2 separate regions of the Anas platyrhynchos genome follow, and region 2 is linked to region 1. Evidence: chromatin contacts called from public Hi-C data. All regions are on one chromosome and are shown on one strand. The core of a region is the stretch at or near the end of the contact, and the rest is flanking DNA. Distances in the headings are between cores, read along the strand shown. Region 1 has its middle 21 kb from the start of CLDN1. Region 2 holds the start of CLDN16 (claudin 16).

Region 1 (4,317 bases), core at 790-3,289:
CCGGGGGCCAGCCGTGGGGCACAGGGAGGTGTGCGCCCTTCGGCACACAGGGACAACAAACAGGCCGGCCCTGTAGGTGACTCACGTTGTTTCAAAATACGGAAAAATTAATGAGACGCTTCCTGAAACTTCAGTTCTGCTCCCACAAAGCACGTGAATGAGCACAAGCCAGACAAAAGCAAGGAGCTGAGGCAAGGGAGCGGGCACAGGATGGGGTCCCTGAGCCTACCCGCTTTCTGCCCCCACTACTGGTAGTTTCAAAGCCAGCCCCACACAGACAGGTGCGGGCAGTATTGATGGAAGCAGCCTCTCAGGAGAAAACTTTGCCCTCCCCAGTGATGCCAGCTCCCATCTCACTGCAGACATTGTCTTTTTAAGCACCACAACTCGGGCACTGATACCATGAATCCCCCCCCCCGCCAAACACAGGGCCGCTTTTCAGCTCTAGGTTTGATCCCTCTTGTTGCAAAAAAGGACTTTCTGTGTGCAGAGGAACACGCTGAAGGTTAAACATGACGCAAGAAGTTTCAGGGTGCCCTGGTTGTGCCTGAAGAAACAGCCGTGCAGCCCCACGTGCAGCAGCAGCAGCAGCACCGAGGAGCACTCCTGCAGCAGACGCCCTGCTGGCTCAGACGTCAGGTTTTGTGGTGCCCTTCAGACAATGACCCTGGACGGGGCAGCAGTTTCTGCACCCAGCTCCATAAATCCTGGAGTGACTCCTTCACCCAGCGGCTGATTCACCTGGGACTGGAGTGACGCCGCGATTTACGAGGCGATTCCCAGGGAAGGTGAATGGGCGAGCTGGGCTGAGTCAGATGCCAGCACCGCTGGGGGACTCAGCCCTCACGGGGGGGAAGAGGCTGGGCTCCCCAGCCCAGCTCACCCCGAGCTGTCACCCAGCTGTGACACGGTGCCCAGGAGCTGAGCCTTGCAAAGGAGCAGCTCGGGGTCTCAGGGATTCACTTCATGGGCACTTCACTTCCCCAGCCTCTCCCCGCAGGCATGCCTAAAGCCAAAAATAGGATCAGCTGGAGCAAAGGGGCTGGTGTCCACGTGAGAGGTGGAGGATTTCATTTGTGCTCCTGCTCTGGCTGGTTCAGAGGCTGCAAACGGCCCGTGAGGGAGTGCCCTGACCTTCCTAACTTTGGGCCGGTGGCTATTCCGGTGTCCTCCAGGCGTGCCTGCCTGGTACATCACCCGTCAGCCTCCCGCATCCCTGGCCAGGCAGTCCTGCTCCCGACAGCCTCACTATCTGCTCCACCTGGCCTGGCTCCAGCAGGTGGTTTCTCCACTCCCAGCTCCTTGCCCCACGCTGCTGGCTGATGTTTTTCCTGCAGGAAATTGGCTCCGCGGCTTTCTCTTTGTGTAGCTGGGTACAAACGAATGAGGGGAGTGGGGATCGTGAAGGTTTCATCAGATTTTTGAGATGCTGGCATGGGAGCAAGCCTGAACATGACCCAGCGAGGCACTTGGGACAGCAAATTCCAGGGGAGGAGAAACTGCACGAGAACAAAGGGAGTTTGTCTGAGAACAGGAGCACAAAGAAAAGTCCTCATTGTTTTAGCTGGAAGAGAGAGATGAAACTGTTTCTAAAGTTAGGTGAAGCTCCCTGCCTCCCAGTCATCCCTCATTTGTGACCCAAATTACACTGAGTCCTGGGGCAGCACCTACCTTTATTAAACTGAGTTATTTGCATCAGAAAAGAATCATCTAAAAAAAAAAAAAAAAAAAAAAAGGCTCAGGCAAATGCTGCTGGTCTTTTCACCTGACTTCCTTTGAGATTACAGTCCAGGGGAGTCATCCCCTCCTTGCCACCGTGTAGCTGAGCTCACAGTCAGACTTATCAAGGCCAGGGACACGCAGGGGCTGTGGCAGAGGCAGAGGCAGGAAGCCTTCCTCCCACCCTGCTGCCAGCTTAGCCTGGCGCCCTGCCTGCTCCCCACTGAAACTGCTCCTGACCTTAACGGAAAAGGGGAGAGTCCTCCCGGGTGACTCACAGCCCCGAATATTATGTCGGGAAACGAGCAGTTTAGATCAGGAAATAAGCTTGCTTTCGTTTTCGGGAGTGACGGTTGTTCTGGATGGGGATCAGGTGCCTTGTTTATCCATCCGGAGACAGGGCTCAGCTGAAAGTTTTGGTGGGTGGTGAGAGTCTGTAGCCGCAGGCTGCCACAGGGCATTTTCAGACCTGAAAATCTGATGGCATTTTCAGCTAGGAACAGTCAGGAGAGATCGGGATCTTTTCTGGATGTGAACTGACATGAGCACCCGACGAAGCAGGGGCTCACCACTGGTACTGCCAGGAGCTCGGCAGCTTCACTGAGGACATTTCAGCTCGGGACTCATGAGCTTTCTGTTCCATCAGCCACAGCCATGAGTTTCTGTGACCAGAACCAAGTGAACCCCTTTCTTGATGGGGTCCGACACACCCCTTCCTGCACCGGTGTAGGGGAAGGTAAATGTGTTATGTCTCTGATCTGCTGTTTTGCTTAATTTAATCTAGATAAGAGTTTGTCGTAGCCCGTTGCTGCTTACTGAACGGTAACTATGGACAAGATCTTTGCTGCTCTGAATACAGACCTCAACCAGCTGAGGAAAGGGATGTGATGACAAAGGTAGCTGTAATAGCAGGATAAGAGGAAAACCTCTTCCCTTCTTTTGCTGTTATAACAAACAAGTGGACTTAGCCTTTTTCCCAGTGGGAAACCCACATAAAAATAACAGAAATTGCCCCACAAATGGCAGCAGTCCCAAGCTTTCATTACCCTTATGAAAGAAACCCCTTTTCCTAGCAGATGCTGTGATCATTTCCAACCTTCTGGCACCCATCTTTGCAGTTAGCCCACCATGCATATGTCACCCACAAGTGTGCACGCTTGCATAAAGACATTTGTGCAGGTCCTGGTCAGAAAGGAGACCCATTCTCCTCTCTCAGAACTGTTTAAGTTCACCCTGAGGGAAGGCTGCCTGTGCCAGGATGCCCTGTGTTCTGACACACTAGTGCAGCCTTTCCAAAAGACATTAACCCGAGAGCCTAGCTTCAACAGTCAGCTTAAAATTTCCCTGATCATCTGTAACAGAATCTCTCTAACTGGTTTTCTGGTTTTCACAGATGAGTAAGACCAGATACTGGTGCTCTTTTTTTTTTTTTTTTTTTTTTTTTTTTTAATTGCTACCATCAAGCTTAATTGTACTTTCAAGCTGAATGAGTGTAAGTATACACAGATGGGTGTGGGAACAGGTCCCAGATTGCACCCACTGCATTCTTCTCATCTCCTCTGGAAGGAGATATTGTCATTGTAGTAACCAGCCTCAGCCACCTCACAGGTTTGGGGCTGGATGGAGCCCAGAGCCTCCCTTCCCACCTGTGCTGGTCGGCCAGGGACAAGGTGTGGGAAGCTGACTTTGCCCCCACCCCATTCTTGGGTCTGCGTGCACACAGCAGCCTCTGTCATTTTGAGTTTTTTATCTTTCGCCAGACCTAAATTCACAGACAAGCATCCACCAGGAGCAAAGAAACCTCTGTCATGGAGAAGACTGCAGTATCCCAGGGGCACAGGGAAGCAAGGGACCTTGTGCTGGGGGTCAGCAGCATCGGGAGCAGACCCAAGGAGCTGCTCCTTGCCCAGCCAGGTGCTGTACTTGCCAGGAGCACCATTTCCCCCCCCTGCACCTTACAGTGAGTCCATCCATCAGCAGGTGCACCTGTGGGCTCTGCAAACGTGTGCAGCCATCCGTCCTGGGAAGGAAAACACCACGAGAGTTGCTGAGCAGAAGCAGCCTCTAATAGGAAATCACCTCGATTGCTCTTAAGTGGAACAGGCACTGCTCTGAGAGGAGCCTTCCGGTTCTGGCCTGCTGCATTGTGAGTTGTTTTGCAGATGAATTCCCGAGGGAGAAGGAAAAGTGTTTAGTTTGCTTTTATCAGCATTTCTTCTGAAATTCTTTCAGTTCTTGTGAAAAGATAATAACATATGTAAAAAAAATAGAGTCCTGGAAGAATCTCCCATGGGAAGTCATGGATGTTGTAATCACCTCTTTTACCTCCTATTATTCCAGGAGATTTGAATCAAAATTGCCCATGTCACAGGGGAAAAAGAACCCCAGAGAAGGCCTTTCTCTAAATGCCTTCAGAGAAACACTCACGTTACTCTTCTTGCAAATCTCCCTGGCAGGAAGGGAGCAGGGCATGCCCTGCACTTCTTGTGTGACCCCCAGCTATCCCATAAGGAATGCCTAACCGACCAAACCAGGGACAGGGCTGTGATCAGACCCAGGACATGTGCCTAGGAACCAAGAAGTGGTTGCTGATACAAA
Region 2 (4,108 bases), core at 1,454-3,953, 35 kb after region 1:
AGCTATACTGAATCATGTCAGCCTGGTTTTAGGCTATACAAAGACATCTTGAGATATTTTGAGAGAGCTGATTTCCAAAGATGAGGGGACATCTGCCATGCTAAGCTAGGAGCGCAGTATATAATGAGAAACTGCCACAGACTTTGCTTCATGAAGACGTGGATTTGTTTTAAATAAAGACTATTATATATTTACTGTCAATTTCTATTGTATAAGAATTCTGCATTCTTTCTAATAACTCCAGCAGTTTCCATGGGACTGTTTAGAGAGATGAGTCTAACGAAGGAACAGATACTGTGCTGGTCTCTCTGTCAGGTGAAAATCACAGACCATCATATTGCACGCTCTGGAGCACTCTTACACCAGGGAAAACTGGAGCATCTCGACCTGCTCTGCCACCAGAGCCAGGATGTTCCTGAGCCCTGAGCGAGATGCAAATAGCTGGTGTGAATCCATTTCATGTCCTTCAGTGACTCATGGCCAGAGAAGCACTGGCATTCTGCTCTAGGAAGGGTCATTCACATGCCCTGCCCTACAGGAAGGGGACACAGGGAGAGAAGATGGAGCTGGAACAGCAACATGAATCACTGGACATGCGGAAAATAAACGAGATGTTGTTAGAGCTATGGAGAGATGGAGCAAGCCACTGGCAGCCCTGCACCTGAACATGCTGCCTACAGCTCTTTGTGGAGTTTGCTCCTTAGGCTGACAGGCACAGACAACTGGTGTGTTAAGCCAGAAGAATAGAGTGTGATGGAGTGTGATGAGCTCATGACAAAAGCTTAGAAACTCCACTCTGGCTGGTAGTGTGGTCCTGGTATTTTCCTGGGAGCTTTTAGCTTTCCACCTCATGCTTGTATTAGGAACAATGGCCCATTCTCTGCAGATGGGATTTTTATTTTATTATTTATTTTATTTTATTTTATTTTATTTTATTTTATTTTATTTTATTTTGTTTTGTTTTGTTTTGTTTTATTTTATTTATTTCTGAAGGAGGCTTGTGTCTGAGTTCAGGACAGAGTGAGAAGGCAGGGAGATACATATGGCCATAATACATTGTTTGGTTAGTCCAAGCTCTGCTACTCTCAAGCTCTGCACTTGTCCTCTCTAAGGATTCAGTTCTGCTTGTGGGAAGGCTCACTCCAATTTTCCAGGTCTTTTCTGAGCTCACCACACCACTTTTTCTGAGTTACTACTAATAACAGTTAGCCACGGTACCTTACTCTGAAAACTGGTGCAGCCACAGGTTAATTAACATAGAAGAAGGCAGGTACAGGAAGGTTATGCATATGTCAGTACCTGTCTCATGTCAGTGCAATCCATAGACATGTGGCTAATGAAAGTCATTACCCTTTATGAGGCCGTGTGGTCAATGCCATGTCCCTGTGGGTCAGAACTGTTGGAAACACAAGCTTGCCATTGTCATAGGAAGCTATAAAGTGAAGATCATGGTATTATTTTGCCTTATATAGGCACTTGGAAGCAAGAAATTTCAGCAGAAAGCTTCATATCCACACAACCATATCAAGACGTGTCTGGCAAAGAAGGAAGAAAAGTTCCTTGGTGCTCAGCTTCTAAGAATGGAATTAAAAAACACAGCAGGAAAGGTAAAGCAGCCCAGAGCCCTACAGACCCTGCCTTTTTGACTTGGGCATTTTGTTCTTTATCCAGTGTCTCCCAGCAGCACATACTGAGGAATTATGCAGTGCGTCCTCTGAAGCACCGAGTGATCCTGGGGTAGAGGCAAAAAGATACCCCGGACAGTAAAACTGCCTCGTAAGGTTATGAGAGGAATTCTCCAGGTTATATACTGCTGTAACAACAAACTCGTTATTGCTATTATTTTTGGAGGGAATTCTTGAAGAGAAAGCAAGCTTTGAACAGCTCTGTAAAAGTACAAACTGGCTCCATCTTCAGGTGGCAGATGAGGTGACAGACACGCTCGGTTTGGGAAAGCAGATTGCAAACAGCAAGAATCTGCTCCTCAGCCCTGTGCTGAAGACTTGCCCACTAAAAGTAAATCTCTCTCTTTTTTTTTTTTTTTTTTTTTTTTTTTTCAGCTTCTCTTTCCAAAAATAAAGATTATTGAGTATGTGATGGTTCTGTGCATACGGACCTTCAGGGTGGAAGGATTTTCTAGTCCTTCTCCCCCTTGGTTTTCCTGGAAGGTGGCCCTGTGGCCTAGCTCGAAAAGTTCCAGATTCCCATGTGTGATCTGCAGTAAGGCCATGAACAGGGCATGAGAATTATGTAGGTTTGGCTTAAATGCAGAATAAAGAGCTCCATATCTGAGCTGGGATAGTTGTTTGTGGTTGTTGGTGTTGGCGCTGAGGGTCCATGACTGATACCCTTTCCCTTCCCTTCCTGCATTGAACTGGATCATCAGGGTGCTGGAGCCCGACAGGGTAACCAAAGGGCCTGGAATCTTCACCTGTGCACTCTGTAGTCTGTCAGTACTGAGGCATGAAGTAGTATGGAGGAATAAATATTAATGCACTTGTGTATTACACCTAGCGGTGCTCAAAACTTCTTCCCTGAACAAGTTTTGATTCTTTTACAAAATCCCTACTTTGCCAGCCCCTGTGACAATACCTTTTCCTTCCCTTGGAGGCCCAGGACTCCAGCTACGTGTGTGTCACTTCTGCACAGCCCCATTTCCCTTCAGCCAGGCATGACAAGAGCTCCAGCTGTGCAGGGCTGATTGGCTGCAGCAGCTCCACGTTTGCTGTGGGCTCCCTCCTCCTGTCCCTGCTTCGGCTCTGCTTTTGCAGAAGTCAGGAGTTCCCACTGTTCATGGCCACTGGAAAGGGCAGCGGTGACCTGGACACGAAAGCTCTGCTTCTATTCCAGCTTTAAGAAAAAAGACCCAGGCATTGTTTTTCCCATGCCGCTGGATGCGCTGCAGCCTTCTGGGATGAGGTTTTTCCTCCAGTATGCTGGCTGTTTTTTTGCTTTTTTTTCTACTGGGTTTTTGATAGTATCTACCTGGACAGACTGCTGGATGGTGAATGCTGATGATTCCCTGGAGGTAAGATCTTTCAGAGGACCAGATCTCCAAATCAAATGTGTCCTAGGGAGACTGTGGCATCGTTGCTCCACTCTCATCTACATTTCCCCGGTTGGGCTGGATGAAAGTGGATGAAAATGAAAGAAATGACTCTGGCATGAGCAGGGGAAAAGTGGTCATTTTGTGTAATTCTCTCTGCCAGGCTCTGCTCTCAGGAAAAGTCTAGAGGCTCCAGATTTAAATGTGCATGAACTGGAGCACATTACCCAGCATCTCCAGCCTGCACAGAAATTTTGGAGATGTTTCTAGTTCTGTAGGTCAGTCTTCTTGGTGAAGAAATCCAACATGTACATCTGTGCTCCACAAGCATTTTTCTTAATAGCCATTGAGCTCTAGGGCTAACAGAAATGTGTGGGGACCACGGGGACTGCTGTCAGATCCAGCACTCAAAAAAAATATTTTCTTGAACTTGTGCAGACATCAGCACTTTCGTGTTAGAGAACAGTTTTGGCAGAAGTAAGCTGCAAGAAATGAAGGGGCAGAATGGCACATATTTGCAAGCTGTGCCCCAGACTCCAGTCCCCAAATCATCCCTATTTCCCTAGGACGCGGTATTGCAGTTTTCTTCCCCAGGCAGGCATCATTTTCTGCACATTGAAGAGCTGCAGGGCCACAGTGTGGAAATCTGTTGTCTGGAAAACTGGGTGCTTTGTGCTGAGGTGAAACACTTCCCAGGACAGAGACTTTGGCTGAATATATCAGCAGGAAACTTTCTATCTGCAGGCTAGCAGAGGAAACCAGAGGAGCTCCTCTGCATTCAGTGACGGTAACGCGATGTTCAGCAGTTTGAAGGAAGCACAGTTGAAAGGGCATAACAGGCTCAAGGCTGCTGACTTGAGAGGAACTGCCAGTGAACCCCCAGCAGGAAAAAGAGTGTGGACCCACTAGTACTGGCTGGGATATCGCTCTTCGTTTGTCATCCTAATTTGGGAGTTATTTTAGATTAATTTCAGGAAACATGAATCATTTGGGATCAGCTGAGGATATCAGTATGTTTAGAAAAGCCAAATGGATCCCATATTGAGGCATCATTTCCGAGCA

The links. Hi-C and Micro-C count contacts between places; a contact is called where the count stands out from the background.
Region 2: a Hi-C map of skeletal muscle shows a contact between it and region 1, with 2.4 times the contacts expected there. The contact joins the promoter of CLDN16 here to the enhancer-like site in region 1. A contact is called at or near these places in 2 of 8 Hi-C or Micro-C datasets (liver and skeletal muscle).

Annotation. Positions count from the first base shown.
Region 1 is chr9:11,454,047-11,458,363 of IASCAAS_PekinDuck_T2T, forward strand. No RefSeq gene overlaps it. Among named protein-coding and RNA genes, the nearest start is that of CLDN1, 21 kb to the right of the region's middle. Within about 2 kb of position 2,040, at least 1 of the 8 cell types and tissues checked has an H3K27ac peak or open chromatin away from gene starts, as enhancers often do.
Region 2 is chr9:11,488,012-11,492,119 of IASCAAS_PekinDuck_T2T, forward strand. It overlaps CLDN16 (claudin 16), which reads left to right and starts at 2,704. Exons shown (of 5, transcript XM_005029603.6): 1 at 2,704-3,028. The coding sequence starts at 2,885.